Regions from separate parts of the Hordeum vulgare genome. Here region 2 is linked to region 1. The links are chromatin contacts, called in public Hi-C maps. All regions are on one chromosome and are shown on one strand. Each heading gives the region's core, a stretch centred on a gene start, on an enhancer-like site or on the middle of the called end of the contact. The rest is flanking DNA. Distances are from core to core; before and after follow the strand shown.

Region 1 (6,746 bases), core at 1,773-4,272:
ATGTGAGACTAACACTTGGGCACAAATTAACAAATGCAAAAATGCGACTAACTCAATATAATGCTCTTGTTTTTCTTTTTCTTTTTTTTCTCAGCCAAGTTATTTCAGTTTTATATTACAGAACAAGAGAGTGAACAGATTGTAATTCAAAAACGATGATAGACCTTATCCTCCTACCTGGTCCACGACCTTGTGTAGTACCATTGTCTATTCTCATATGTTTCAACATTCGAGATGTTGTGTTTGTAAAGGATCGTGGTCACTTAAGATTCTCCAATGCCTAACGCGTGATCTTTTGTGGTACTTTTGACCTTTCTAATAGTGAACCGCGAGTAAATTCCGGCGTCACCGTATTTTGATAAATTTCTAAGACAGTGACCTAACTCCTCATATTTTATAGTTCCGTAGCAACGCACTGTCATTGCACTAGTAGAAGATAAGGCTAAGAGATGATCCATTGTAGACTCTTTTTTTGTCATCTCTAAATAAATGCAAGATTTAAGGTAAGATTGTCTTATCAACCATTGAGACAACTCCGACCCACTAGCATGGTGTCCTAAAAAAATTATACAGCTTTAAATAATGTTTTTAGTGTGTTGGAGGACGTTTGCTCCAACAAACGCGCGCCCAATCCAGCGACCTCATCTTCAGCAGCTCAGAATTTCCAGCGCGCCAGCGGCCGCACCAAATACGTAGCGCGTGATGCCGTCTTGATCCACGCGCTATATCGATTATAGCGTGTACATGATTTTTGCGCGGCTGCTGGAGCGTGAAAGTCTGGTCCGCACACTAAAAGCAGGTTTTACGATGCATCATTGTAATAGCGTGTTTGTTGGAGTTGCTCTACGTGAGGAATATTCCTTTCAGAAAACACTCTCACCTTTCCACGTTGCGACAATTGACGCACTGTATGTGTACCACGTGTCATAATTTTGGAGATTTTTTCGTAGACTCGTATTTTTAAAATGTTTTATGTTTCAAACTGTGCGTCCAACTTTCGAATCGTTTTCACAGTTGCGTTTCTCACGTCGAGATCATTAAAACAAGATCCAATGTTGATAATTTTTGATGATTTTTTTTTAAAAAATCGAACAAAAAAATCAAAGAAAAAACTATGCTTCCTATGATAGAAAAAACAGAAAAATATGTTTTTCTTTTGGTTTCCAAGAGCCACGACAGTGTCTCTGGTGAAGGCAAAACCGTGTCTTTTGTGAAGGCAAAACAATGCCTTTCGCATGAAAAAATGTGTTTCTTTCGTTTCCGAAAGACACAATCGGCCTCATGAAAGCAAAATTGCGCCTCTCACAAAAGCAAAACCATGTCTCGTGATAGGAAGAAAATATGAAAAATATTTTTTTAGAGGCACGGCCGAGCCTCTTGCGAAGGCAAAACCATGCCTCTCGCGGAAACAAAACCGTGTCTTGCATGGAAAAAACAAAAAACGTGTTTTTACATTTTCAGAAATACGGTCGTGTCTCCCGCGAAAACAAAATCGTACCTCTCATGAAAGCAAAACCGTATCTCTCGCAAAAAAATAGAAACGTGTTTTTTTCGTTTTCGAGAGGCACAATCCTGCTTCTCACGAAAGAAAAAACGTACCTCTTACGAAAGCAAAATTACGCCTCTCGCGAAAGAAAAATCGTGGCTCTCCAAATAAAACAAGTTTTTTTGGCAAGTTTTTTTTTGAATTATTTTTTTTTAAATAAAGAAACATTGGTGAAAACAGAACACCAAAAAAAACATTTTAAAAAGTCAAAAATGCATGCGAAAAAAATCTAAAAAATGATCAAAATGCGACGCATGACGAGAGCTGGAAATGCGCCTAGTGATGCTGCGTGGGGTGATCATTAGGGCGCTCTCTTAAAAACGCTCGCCAACTAGTTGCTGTCGCGGGCGTCAAATCATTGTCGACCAAACGCACATAATGGAGTGCACTAGTTCGGTTCATTTAGTTGTTGTTCATTTCGGTTGTGGAAATTGTAGAAGGTTCACTTACCCTTTTTTCGGTTTCTGTTGCACTGTTTATTCTTATTTTTCTGTTTATGTTCTTCATTTTTATTTTTTCTTACTATTTTGGGTGTCTTTTTTAAAATAATATAAATTTCGAAAAAGTAATTTCCCCAAAAAATGATCATATTTCCAAAATATATGTTCAGAAATTTCTAATATTGCTCGCATTTCTAAGATAAATCATGACAATACTTTGTTCATTTTTTGAACAATGATAAAATTTGTTCGTAATTTCCAAAAGAAGTTGAGAAACTTCAGAAAAAATCACATTCTCAAAATATTATTCCTTTTTCCAAACTTATTCACTTTATCTAAAAAAAGTTCTGAAATTCGAAATTTATCTGCGTTTTTCCAGAAAACATTTACCCCAAAAATATTCAAAGTTTTAAAATATTCCCATGATTATTTATTTTTCACAATTTCTAAAACTACTGAAATTTTCCAAAATATCAGTTTTTTGATCATTAATTTTATATTTCTATTTTGAATTAGAGAATAGTTTGTCTAAATTGTGAATAATTTTAAAATTTGAGAATATCTTATTGAATTCATGAACTGAAACAAAGATACTGTTTTGTATTCTAGATTTACTTCGAATTTAATAAAAACATATTGTTTATGAAAATGTGTTATCTTTTATTCATATAAATTTTAAAATTGTAAATATGTTATATTTTAATGCACATTTTTTTGGTTTGGGAACAATTTTCAAATGTTGGAAATATCTTTCCTATTTTTTCGAACAATTTTAATGTTGAATATGTTTTTCTACTACCAAAACAAATACGGAAGTGGTTTTCGAAGAAAACAACTTAGAAGGGAAACAACAGGACAATGAGTAACAAAGGGAAAATCACGGGAGCTCTGACTCCACTGGCGGTCACGCTGGGCCGGCTCAAGAAACGTGTTTGCTTGTACGTTGCTTTTGCTCGATCACGGAAAACACTATTTGACACACGATGCGTTAAATACTACAGGACGCTCGATCACGGAAAACCCTATTTGACACGCGTTGCGTCAAATAGTACGGGATGCGCCTTGGTTTTTCAGGAGTGGGCCGGGCATTTAACTGTTCCACAGTTTCTTTTTTTGAGAAAATTCTAAATATTTTCAGCCGTTTTTTTCCGGTTTTAAGAAACTTCTAGAAGGTTCTCCGAATCCGTTTTTTCCTTTTTTTTCAGTTTCTGTTTCAAAAAATGTATTGGATTTTCAAAAAATGTACTGGATTTTCAAAAAATGTTCTAGATTTTCAAAACATGTTCCGGATTACCAAAAAATGTCCTTCAAATTCGAAAATTGTTTTTGATTTATAGAAAAGTATTTTGGATTTTCAAAAAATGTTCTGGATTTTGAAAAAATGTTCTGTATTTTTAAAAATGTTTTTCAAAATATGCTCTTGCTTTTTGAAGTTTGTTTGCAAGATTTAAAAAATGTCCGTGTTTTGAAAAATTGGTCACGTTTATGAATTTCTTCAGTATTTTTCCAAATTGTTCTTATTTTCAAAATTTGTTCTCAAGATTTAGAAAATGATTGTGCTTTTAAAAAATTGTTCACGGTTCCAAATTTGTTCGAGGTTTTCAAAGTTGTTCTCAATTTTAAATTTTTGTTCTCAAGATTCAAAAAATGTTCGTGTTTTGAAAATTGTTTGCGGTTCCAAATTTGTTCAGGATTTTTCAAAATTATTTCTTAGTTTTAAAATTTCTTCTCAAGATTCAAAATAAATCATGCTTTAAAAAATTGTTCGTGCTTTCAAATTTGTTCTTTGATTTAAAAACATTCATCTTTTCAAAAAATGATAGATAAATTTAATGTTTGTTCGTTTTGATAGAAAAAGAAAAAAGGAAAATGGCAAGAAAAATGAGCCAAAAAGGAAAAAAGAAATAAGAAGAAAAGGCAAAAAGAAACATAAAAAAAATGAAATTATACGATTTAACAAAAATTGGACCGGCCAAGTCAGGCGCCCCCCTGTGTGTGGGAGCGACCCCCTGCCGTAGCAAGCGGCATGTAGGACTTCCCCTCGATTACAACCGAGGTTCCTTCAATCGGTCAATGTCGCCAAGTTAGGTGTTGATCGGCCAAACCATTTGACCGTTGACTTTTCGAAAATAGATCTAAAATATGTTCATCGATTTTTCACAAATTTGAAAAAAGGTTCATCAATTTTAGAAATAAGTTCATCAAATAAAAAAAACATCGAAATTGAAAAGAGTTCTTCGATTTTAAAAAAGGTTTGATATAGTAAGCGTGCACGTGCAACACACGGCTTGACTAACATTACAATCATAGGTGACAATCCAGTATTCAACATGCATTATGGATCTATTCCAAATAGACATTAAGATTTACAAATCGTTCTAATAGAAAATCAAACATTAGCGTGATCTAACACAGTGCTCCCTCAATTCTTCAAGTTCCACCTCTTGTTCGTATTGCAAGTTTTTTTTGCAATAGTATAGATGGTAGCTGATTCATATAAAATAATGAAATGCAAGATCCTAAGAAATCGTAAATATTACGTTGTTGAAATTAGCAAAGCTCCAAGAGGAGCTGACAATCCTAAATTTGTTTCATATTTTCAATCAGTCTGTTACTTTCACCCATAGTCTTTTCAATGCACCAATATTCCAACAAGACACATGTTTCTTTCGACAAATGTGGATTCTATTGCCTTATAGTGAAGCATCAAGAGGATAGAATCATAATTACTGAATTAGCACATATCCAATCTCTGCATAGTTACAATGCACACAACCAACACACATATGCATACAGAAAAACACGTCGATAAATAGCAACCATATAAGACCGAAGCTAATGCGTAGACAAAAATAAAATATAAAATCCAAACAATTAGATCTGCGATCGACAAACTACAACAATGATTATATCCGGACAAACCATCTCATGACGTTGCATAAACCACGAGGTTCTTTAAGCACTATCGTCATCAGATCCAACCAACAAGACAAGAATTTAGATTTTTACCCTAAAAAATTAGTCTGAGAAAATTCAACAATGTCTTCAACAAGATAACGACATAAAAGAAACACCATCATTGCTAGGTAGGACCATCTTGGTTTAGACCTAGGTTCTTCACCCCAAAGCTCAAGGCCGGATGCACAAGTATCACCACCATTTGGGTCACTTATGTGTTGTCGCCACTGCTTCTCCGCGATCCCGACAGCTACATGAGATGTGTAATCGCCACTGCTACACAACCATCCCTATGTGTGAAGTGGTCGTCCCTAGTCTGCATCTCACTGTGAAGTCAACCATTAGATCTGGAAAGATAAACCGCGCCGCATCTGACATTCAACGTTGTGGAGCCATGGTGTGCCACTACACGTGTGCAACCATGACCATCGTCCAACCTAATCTTGATCACCACAACCAAACCACTCCGATTTGAATTGGGCAAGAAGATGAAGGATGCCAGCCACCCAACAACAAATGAGGAGCGGCAGCCCAACAATATGCATGTATCAATCGAAATCTCTAATTTTACAAGCCTGAAAAGCTATATGTGGTGTATCTGCAAGACCATGGGAGGCGTAATGGTATTCCTCCAAACGAAATTGAAGATTACACTCATAAAGCATAAAATAAAGTAAGTTTTTTTCTTTTCTTTTTTGAGAAGAGGTCTACCTATAGTGAGATGGCTCATACATCCATAAGAATACATGGTGTCGGTTTCAATCAACTCTTTGTTCCATCCAAAAACCTAAGTCCACATTGTCATCCTAAAAGCAGCGAGGATATCATATCTATCAAGATGTATCACGAGTATATCAAACTTACTTGCAAGATGTTTTCTTTTAGCTTGGTATGCCCAGAATCATTATAAACTTTCGGAAATCAGAAAACGCGGGCAGATTTGATATGAACAATAAAGAATGTAAAGACTTGATGATAATTTTAGAATCGTCGGTTACTTTCAAACAGTAAATTAAGAACTATAACACCTAATGACCAAGTATTTGTAAGAAACATCCGTAAATATTTTATCATACAGTAAAATAGCAATGGAGACAACACCTAATGAGTATGACCAATGGTCTTTTCAGAACATCTTGCACCCAAACGAATCATCAACCACTAACAAAGGGTCTGAAGCCGCTTGCTAATTTTCTCCTACCTCTTATGGAGCACGATTCAGTTCAAATGTATGTTTTGTTCAAATCCACCGAAATACCAAGGGAAATGCAACCAAATTTGAGTGCATATGGTAGAAAAAAGCATTTAAGGGAAATACCAAGGGATTTTGCCACACACAACACACCAAGTGTCCAGTTCGACCCCACGTCTGCGAATACCCACGTCGTGTTCCCTGCGTCGCCTCCCTGGCGGCTCGAGGGAAAAAACCTAGCCGGCACGGTTCATCCCCCTCCCCTTCTAGTCTTGTCGTTGTTGGAGGGGACCTCCTGGCAAAGGCCGAGCCAACTCTGAGGAGGGCGGCGGTGGGGCACTTGTCCCCATGGTGGCACGGGCGCGCGAGGCACTCGACGAAGCATCTTGGAGCTACGGCGGCCACCTGATACGTCTCAAACGTATCGACTTTTCCAAACACTTTTGCTATTGTTTTGGCCTCATTCTTGCGTGATTTGAATGAAACTAACCCGGACTAACGTGGTTTTCAGCAGAGCTGCCTGTATGGTTTTCTTGTGTGCAGGAAAATGGATTTTTAGGTGTCCCAGAAAATTCCAATAAAAAATAGAGACAATCCACGCACGAGGAGG
Region 2 (6,746 bases), core at 2,181-4,680, 540 kb before region 1:
GAGGATATGTCAAGGACACGGAGGCCAGACAAGGAGACCACATCATCAGGGAGGCTGCCGCTAAAATGATTTCCAGAAATATCAAGCACTTCAAGACTCAAGTTTTTGGACGAGGATCCTGGGAACGATACGCCACCAGTAAGCATGTTATCTTGAATGTAGAGCTCATGCAGCATGGAGGAAGAGAGTAGATTAGCAGGAATAGGACCACTAAACTGATTGGAGCTGAGGTCAAGGACAGTGAGTTTGGGATACAAAACAACGGCTTCAGGGATGGTATCAGCTAGAGAATTATGAGAAAGATTCAGGTAGTTTAGGCGAAGGAATTGAGAGCTCACATCAGGCATAGTCCCAGTTAGATTGTTCTGGCTAAGGTCAACATATTCCAAGTCATTGCTCCATTTCCTAAAAACTGATAAATTTCCTCGAAACTGGTTATTTGATAGATCTAACACAGTGCAGCTTCCAGCAAGCAGTGGTAGATCCCCAAATAGAGCATTTGAGGACAAATTAAGGATCTGCAAGGTAGTTGATGTGATCATATTGATATGTCCTGCACAGCACAGAGAACTACAGTTAGTATGGAGGAGACTAAGACATACAAACTAATGGGCAGATAACTGACAGATTATCATAGTAGAGTGTCATGCTAGAAAAGTAAAACTGCAGATAACTATGCATGCATTTACACATGGATTTCCCACATTTTTCTAATGCTGAGAAAAAGAAAGACAATTTTACATCAGACACGTCTGTGAAGCATCAGATGCCAGTGCCATAAGTATGAAATGGAACTGTATGACACAACCATAGCTTAGCTCTGTACTGCATAGGGCTAGCCAATAACACATCGCCTAGCGCTGTCCTGCATAGGGCTAGCCAATAACACATCGCCTAGCGCTGTCCTGCATAGGGCTAGCCAATAACACACCACCCAGCGCTGTCCTGCATAGGGCCACTCTACCTTACAATGGTAAATGATCTACCAAGACAGCACACATACTCACGCGAGCAATCCCCGATCAAGTACTCCCTCTGTATCAAAATGTAAGAAATTTTTTGACACTTGTCATAGTGTCAGAAAACGTCTTATATTAAGTTGCAGAGGTAGTAGTTGCAAAGGAGAAAATCAATTGTTTCTAGGCAATGCCACAATAGACAGCAATATGTATATTTGTTTGCACATAGAAATATGATTCTGCACAGACAATTTGAAATATAGAACTGACAAAGTGGTACCATACTAAGTCAACCACCGACCAGTGAGACATCAACTTGTATCCAGTAATCACCAGCTAAGATCATATTTGTCATAACAAAATCAGCTGACATAAATAAAGAATGAAACCAGGTGCGAGATGATAAAAACACAAAGTTTCACATGAACTGTAAATAGACCAAAGTTGCAATATAACCAGAACGAGCATTGCATGCCATGCATAAAATGAAATAGCAAGAGGATCAAAAACATAAATTCTGAACTAGAGGTTATACCTGTCAGGTTATTTGCACTGAGGTCCAGTTGGTTCAACACCAGAGAATCTCCCTTCAGAAGTCCACTAGGTACAAACCCAGTGAATCCATTGTTTGCAAGGCGCAAAACTTCAAGATCATAGACATAATTGAACCCTGGGAGGTCTCCAGACAGCTTATTACTACTGAGATCAAGCACCTTCAATCTCCCAAAAGTTGAGAGCTCAACTCCATCTATCAGTGACCCGGTCAACTTGTTGTTGCTAAGGTTCAGATACAGAACTGTCTCCGAAATATCTGCGAGAAACTTGAGTTCTTTGGGGGTGGTGCTGGTGAGCAAGTTTCCACTGAAGTCAACATGAGTAACAGTTGACTCGATCAAGAATTTCCAATCGACGCCGCCATCCAATTGATTCCAGCTCAGATCCACAGACTGGAGGTTCACAAGGAGGCCAAGCCCCGCAGGAATGCCCTTTGTGAAGGCATTATATGAGAGGTTGAGAGCAACCAAGCTCCGGAGACCTTTCAGAGCTGCTGGCAATGGGCCAGACAGAGCATTGCCGCTCACATCCAGCGACTGAAGCGACGCGAGGCCATCGATGGAGTCAGGCAATGGGCCTGAGAAGTTGTTCCCGGCAAGCGACATGTTCTGCAGGCTCCGGAGACTGCCAATATCATCAGGGATCGGACCCGAGAAGCGGTTGCTGGAGATGTCCAGGAACTTCAAGCTCTTGAGACTGGCTACATTGCTAGGGAGGCTCCCGGAGAGATTGTTATTGGCCATGGAGAGCTTGACAAGCATGGTCAGGTTGGCAAACACGGAGAGATCGGCAACACCCGAGATCCGATGGCCGTCAAGCACAACTCCAGCCACGCTGGCGCCATTGCAGACGACGCCGTTCCAGGAGGCCGGGCAGCCATTGAAGTCAATTGACTCGTCATTCCAGGAGTCTGTGACGAAGCCGGCAGGGTCATGGGTGATTCCCTTCTTGAAGGCCAGGAGCGCGAGGATGTCTTGCGACGGCAGTTGGCCCAAGGCAGGGGCGGCCACCAGCAAGAGCAAAAACAGAAATCTGCCAACAAACCCCATCGGATTGACGCTCCTCCACGGGAAAGACTGGAAGCTAGCAGGCCTCAAGAAGACAGCATTTCCCGGAGCGAAAGCTGGGCTGAGCTTGGAGTGTACCTACTATCACACGGGGACTGCACAGGTACTAATAGACAGAGCTAGCACTTGTCCCTTTCAGCTTGATCTGCACAAGACAGCAGCCCACACTCACATATAGAAAAAACAAGAGATTAACTCCTTGGAACCTGAAATGGACACAGAAATGGCAGGTCAACCACAGGTTCGTTCCTGCTTTCACGGTGCACTAAGAACCAACGCAAATGGAAATGGCTAAGAACCAAATCTTTGAGCATCCAAGTAGGAAAACTAAGGTAAGAATCTAGTTGTAACACTTAACTGCCAAAGAAAGAACACAAGGACAGTTAATAAAAACCCACGCCAATAATGCAGGTAGTAGAAGAGAAGTAAAAGTACTGAGCCCCGCCCACTAAACGCAACCACCCACCACAGCTTCTCGGCCATGAACACAACGGAACACAGCTCAAAAGCAGCAGAAAGTCATCTCCCCTCCAAGAAAGCAAGAAACCAACCCTCGAAGTGCAGGGCAGCGGAGGAGCAAAAAAAAAAGTGGCTGCAACGCAATGAGCTACCCCATTTGCATCTCCCTTACCGCGCAAATGACAAGAAGTGTGAGGCACCGGCACTCCGGGAATGATTGGGCTGAGCTGGGTTGCAGTACAGGGGAGGCAAGGCAATGCGGTGGGGCTGAGCGGGAGCCGGGGGTGAGAGGGCAGGTGCGGAGGGAACCCTAACCCTAGCAGCCGGGGGTGGGGATAATGGCTGCCGAGAAGAGGGGCGGAGGAAGAGAGTGGGGCGGAGGAGGGGGAGAGCAGAGTGGAGTGGCAAGGGGCAGTGGGGGATGGGCGGGGTGTCCTTTCTCTGTGTTTGGCGCAACAAAGAGATTTTTTTTTCTGCTTGCGGGCGCGGCACCTTACTGTGACTTTTGCGTTATGGTCCTTACAGGAGGTTTTATATATATACTTGGACCTTCCGCCTTCGTGAGTGTTGGGGGTGTGTATGTGTGACTAGTAGCACCACGTAAGATGTGGGTGGGGGTTCAAAACGTGAAACGGCAGCGAAAAGGAGAAGGCTTTTCTTTCCCGCGATGTCGCTCGAGCCGCACCCGCCAGAAAACACAGCAGCCAGCCTCGGGTCCTGTCCTCTCCTCGCGGACCCCAAACCCGCGGGTCAAGTGCAGCTCACTCCCCCGCCTCCACGCACGCACACCGTCAAAAGGGTTCGTATCGTTTCACCATGGGCCCCGTTCCGCAGATCCCGGTCTCCGCGGTCGCTGCGTTTCGTTTAATGGCCTCGTCAGCCGAGCCCGGAACCACATACGGGAGGAAAATGTGCGTGGGTTTTCCTTTCGGCTTTGCTAACAAGTCTTAGTTAATACTCCCTCCGTTCCTAAATACTCCATCTATTTCTAAATATAAGTCTTTTAAGCGATTTCACTATGTGTCTACATACGGAGCAAAATAATTGAATGTACACTATAAAGTATGTCTATATACATCCGTATGTAGTTCATTGGTGAAATCTCTACAAAGACTTATATTTAGGAACGGAGGGAGTATAAGTCTTTTAAGAGATTTCATTAGAGGTCTACATACGAAGCAAAATGAATGAATCTATACTCTAAACTATGACTATATACATCCGTATGTAGTATACTATTGAAATCTCTTAAAAGACTTATATTTAGGAACGGAGGGAGTACTATACTCCGTTGATTTTACATTAGGATTCATGCAAACAATATATTTTTTTTCTTTTTACATACTATATTACTCCGTACTTGACTAAAACTTGGCGAAGTCTTAGTCGACTCAGACCTAGACATTCATTTTTTCTTTGGTTTGCCACTTGTTTTTTGACACTCATACATTTGCACATCTACTTTTCCTTTTTGCAGGAAATATGCACATCATACGCACCCTATGGTCATAGTGATGATATCTTAATCGGTATCATGCATTCAAGAATACTAAATATGATGATGTGACACAGAATTAAAGCAGAAAGAGGGTTAGCTAGGTTGTAATGAAAAGTATCATACATATGATACTACTATATGATAGTACATTCATAGTGCATAACATCATAAGATAGTTCATTTATTGTCATGCATGACACATAGTAATACATCGTTTATTATGATACGGTATCATGATATGATACTCAACTCTCTCTTTCTTCATTTAATTCTATTACACTTCATCAAAATTGTCTAGTTGGCATGCTTGATACTACATGTGATACTTTCATTATGACTGCTCTTAAAGTAACATAGGTAGATACTGTATCATGTTAAATGTTATGCTATTTTACGTCATGCATGACAATAAATAAGATCATATATGATACTACTCTGTGATACTATGTACTATAAAAATAGTATCACATGCATGATAGAGGGGTGGTGTTTTGGCTGTCGGGAGCATATGCTCCCGGGTGAACAGTAACGCAAAAAACAGTACTAAATGTTTTTGAAAAAAATGAATTTTTGTGTAGATGATTGTATTATTGTCGCAAACATGCATGACAATTTTCGTGTGATAAGGAGCAACGGTGTTTCGTCGATAAGAAAACAAATTTGGGATGACATTTTGGGGTAACTTTTGGTGTTCAAATTCTTTTTTTTTTTGCACAACCCAAAATATTTTACCTTTTTGCCTCAAAATTTGCAGGTAGCATTTGAATGTGACTAAGTACACAAATAAATTTTGTTAAGTTTTTTTTTCATTTTGAACTTTTTTTGGGCCTTGGGAGCATTTGTTCGCGGGAGCCGAAATGCATTTTTGAATTTTTTGCAACTATTTAATTGCATGATCAAATTTCTATAGATCTAGATAAAGTTTGATGACCTGTGTTTTTTTAAAACTATTTGATGACTATTGATGAAATTTTTTGCAACTATTTGATGACTCTGGTCGAATGACCCTCGTCGAGCGAGATGTCCGCTGACACATCCGGATGTGTTCACACACATTTGATGATGTCAATTTGGTGACCTGTGTTTTTTAAAAACTTGTGGTTTATTCATTAGAAATAACCGTTACATCGTCTATGTGGGATGGTACAATTTCAATATTTGGCTCCTCAAACCAATTAGAAACAAACGAAAATCTAGCCAATCTAGCAAGTTCGTGAGCAACTTGATTTGCTTCTCTAGTACAATGCTTCATCTAGAAATGGTAAAATCATAAGCTAATGAAAACAACCATAAAAAACTATCACCGCTGCCCCTAGCGATTGTCCTCCTTCCTTCATGGTATAAATCACCACCATGTTGGCCGAGTTAATAATAATGCGATTGCATCCTACCCTTTGTGCCAGGGAAAAACCAAATTTTAGGAACAGAGCTTCAGCCATCATAACATCTATGCACCAGTCAATATTACCATTAACTCCAGCAATAACTCTACCTTTGCGCCTGTTAATACTGCTCCCAACATACCCCTAAGTAAGTCATGGTCAAAAGGAGCATCAATGCTAAGTTTAACAAACCCTACCGGAGGGCAATACTAACCCCTTTTTTCATGGAGGCCTATTGTGGCGTAGCAGTAACAAAATTTGTCGTAAGAACCCGGATTCCCATTGAAATCCGGTGTGCATTCTGAGTGGTCTCCTTGTGAACCAATTTACGCCTTTCCAATCACAGGTACCAAGATGATATGACAATCATTTCACACACATTTTGGATGTCCATAATACACAATTCATAATTGGGCATTGAAAGTAAATATTCCAAAACTGCTTCACCCGGACGAGACAAACTCTATCGATAATATCATCCATCCCCAGCCTTGTCCACACTTCCTTTCCTCTCTTGCATAAAATAAGCAAATTCTTTGTATCTTCTAGTACATACGAGCAGGCAAGGCAATTGGGCGAGACTTTCATGTATCTATTGGCTAACGCAACACAACACGAAAAGGGTGCCATGTAGCGTACGCCAAATAAAAAAATTAACCTTTGGTGGGTAAGAAAGTTGCCATAACCTATGTGATACGTCTCCAACGTATCTATAATTTTTGATGGTTTCATGCTATTATCTTGTCAAACTTTCGATGTTTTGCATGTCTTTTATATATTTTTTGGGACTAACTTATTAACTTAGTGCCAAGTGCCAGCTCATGTT

What was found. A called contact is a pair of places that touch in the nucleus more often than the background predicts.
Region 2: a contact with region 1 is called in a Hi-C map of leaf, with 2.3 times the contacts expected there. The contact joins the promoter of LOC123426279 here to the enhancer-like site in region 1. A contact is called at or near these places in 2 of 6 Hi-C or Micro-C datasets (leaf and seedling).

Annotation. Positions count from the first base shown.
Region 1 is chr2H:357,086,992-357,093,737 of MorexV3_pseudomolecules_assembly, reverse strand. No RefSeq gene overlaps it. Among protein-coding and RNA genes, the nearest start is that of LOC123426274, 97 kb to the right of the region's middle. Within about 2 kb of position 3,022, at least 2 of the 3 cell types and tissues checked have open chromatin away from gene starts, as enhancers often do. A contact at or near this core is called in leaf, where this site is marked.
Region 2 is chr2H:357,623,706-357,630,451 of MorexV3_pseudomolecules_assembly, reverse strand. It overlaps LOC123426279 (LRR receptor-like serine/threonine-protein kinase GHR1), which reads right to left and starts at 3,430. Exons shown (of 4, transcript XM_045110079.1): 1 at 3,213-3,430; 2 at 1,495-2,787; 3 at 1-553. The coding sequence starts at 2,563.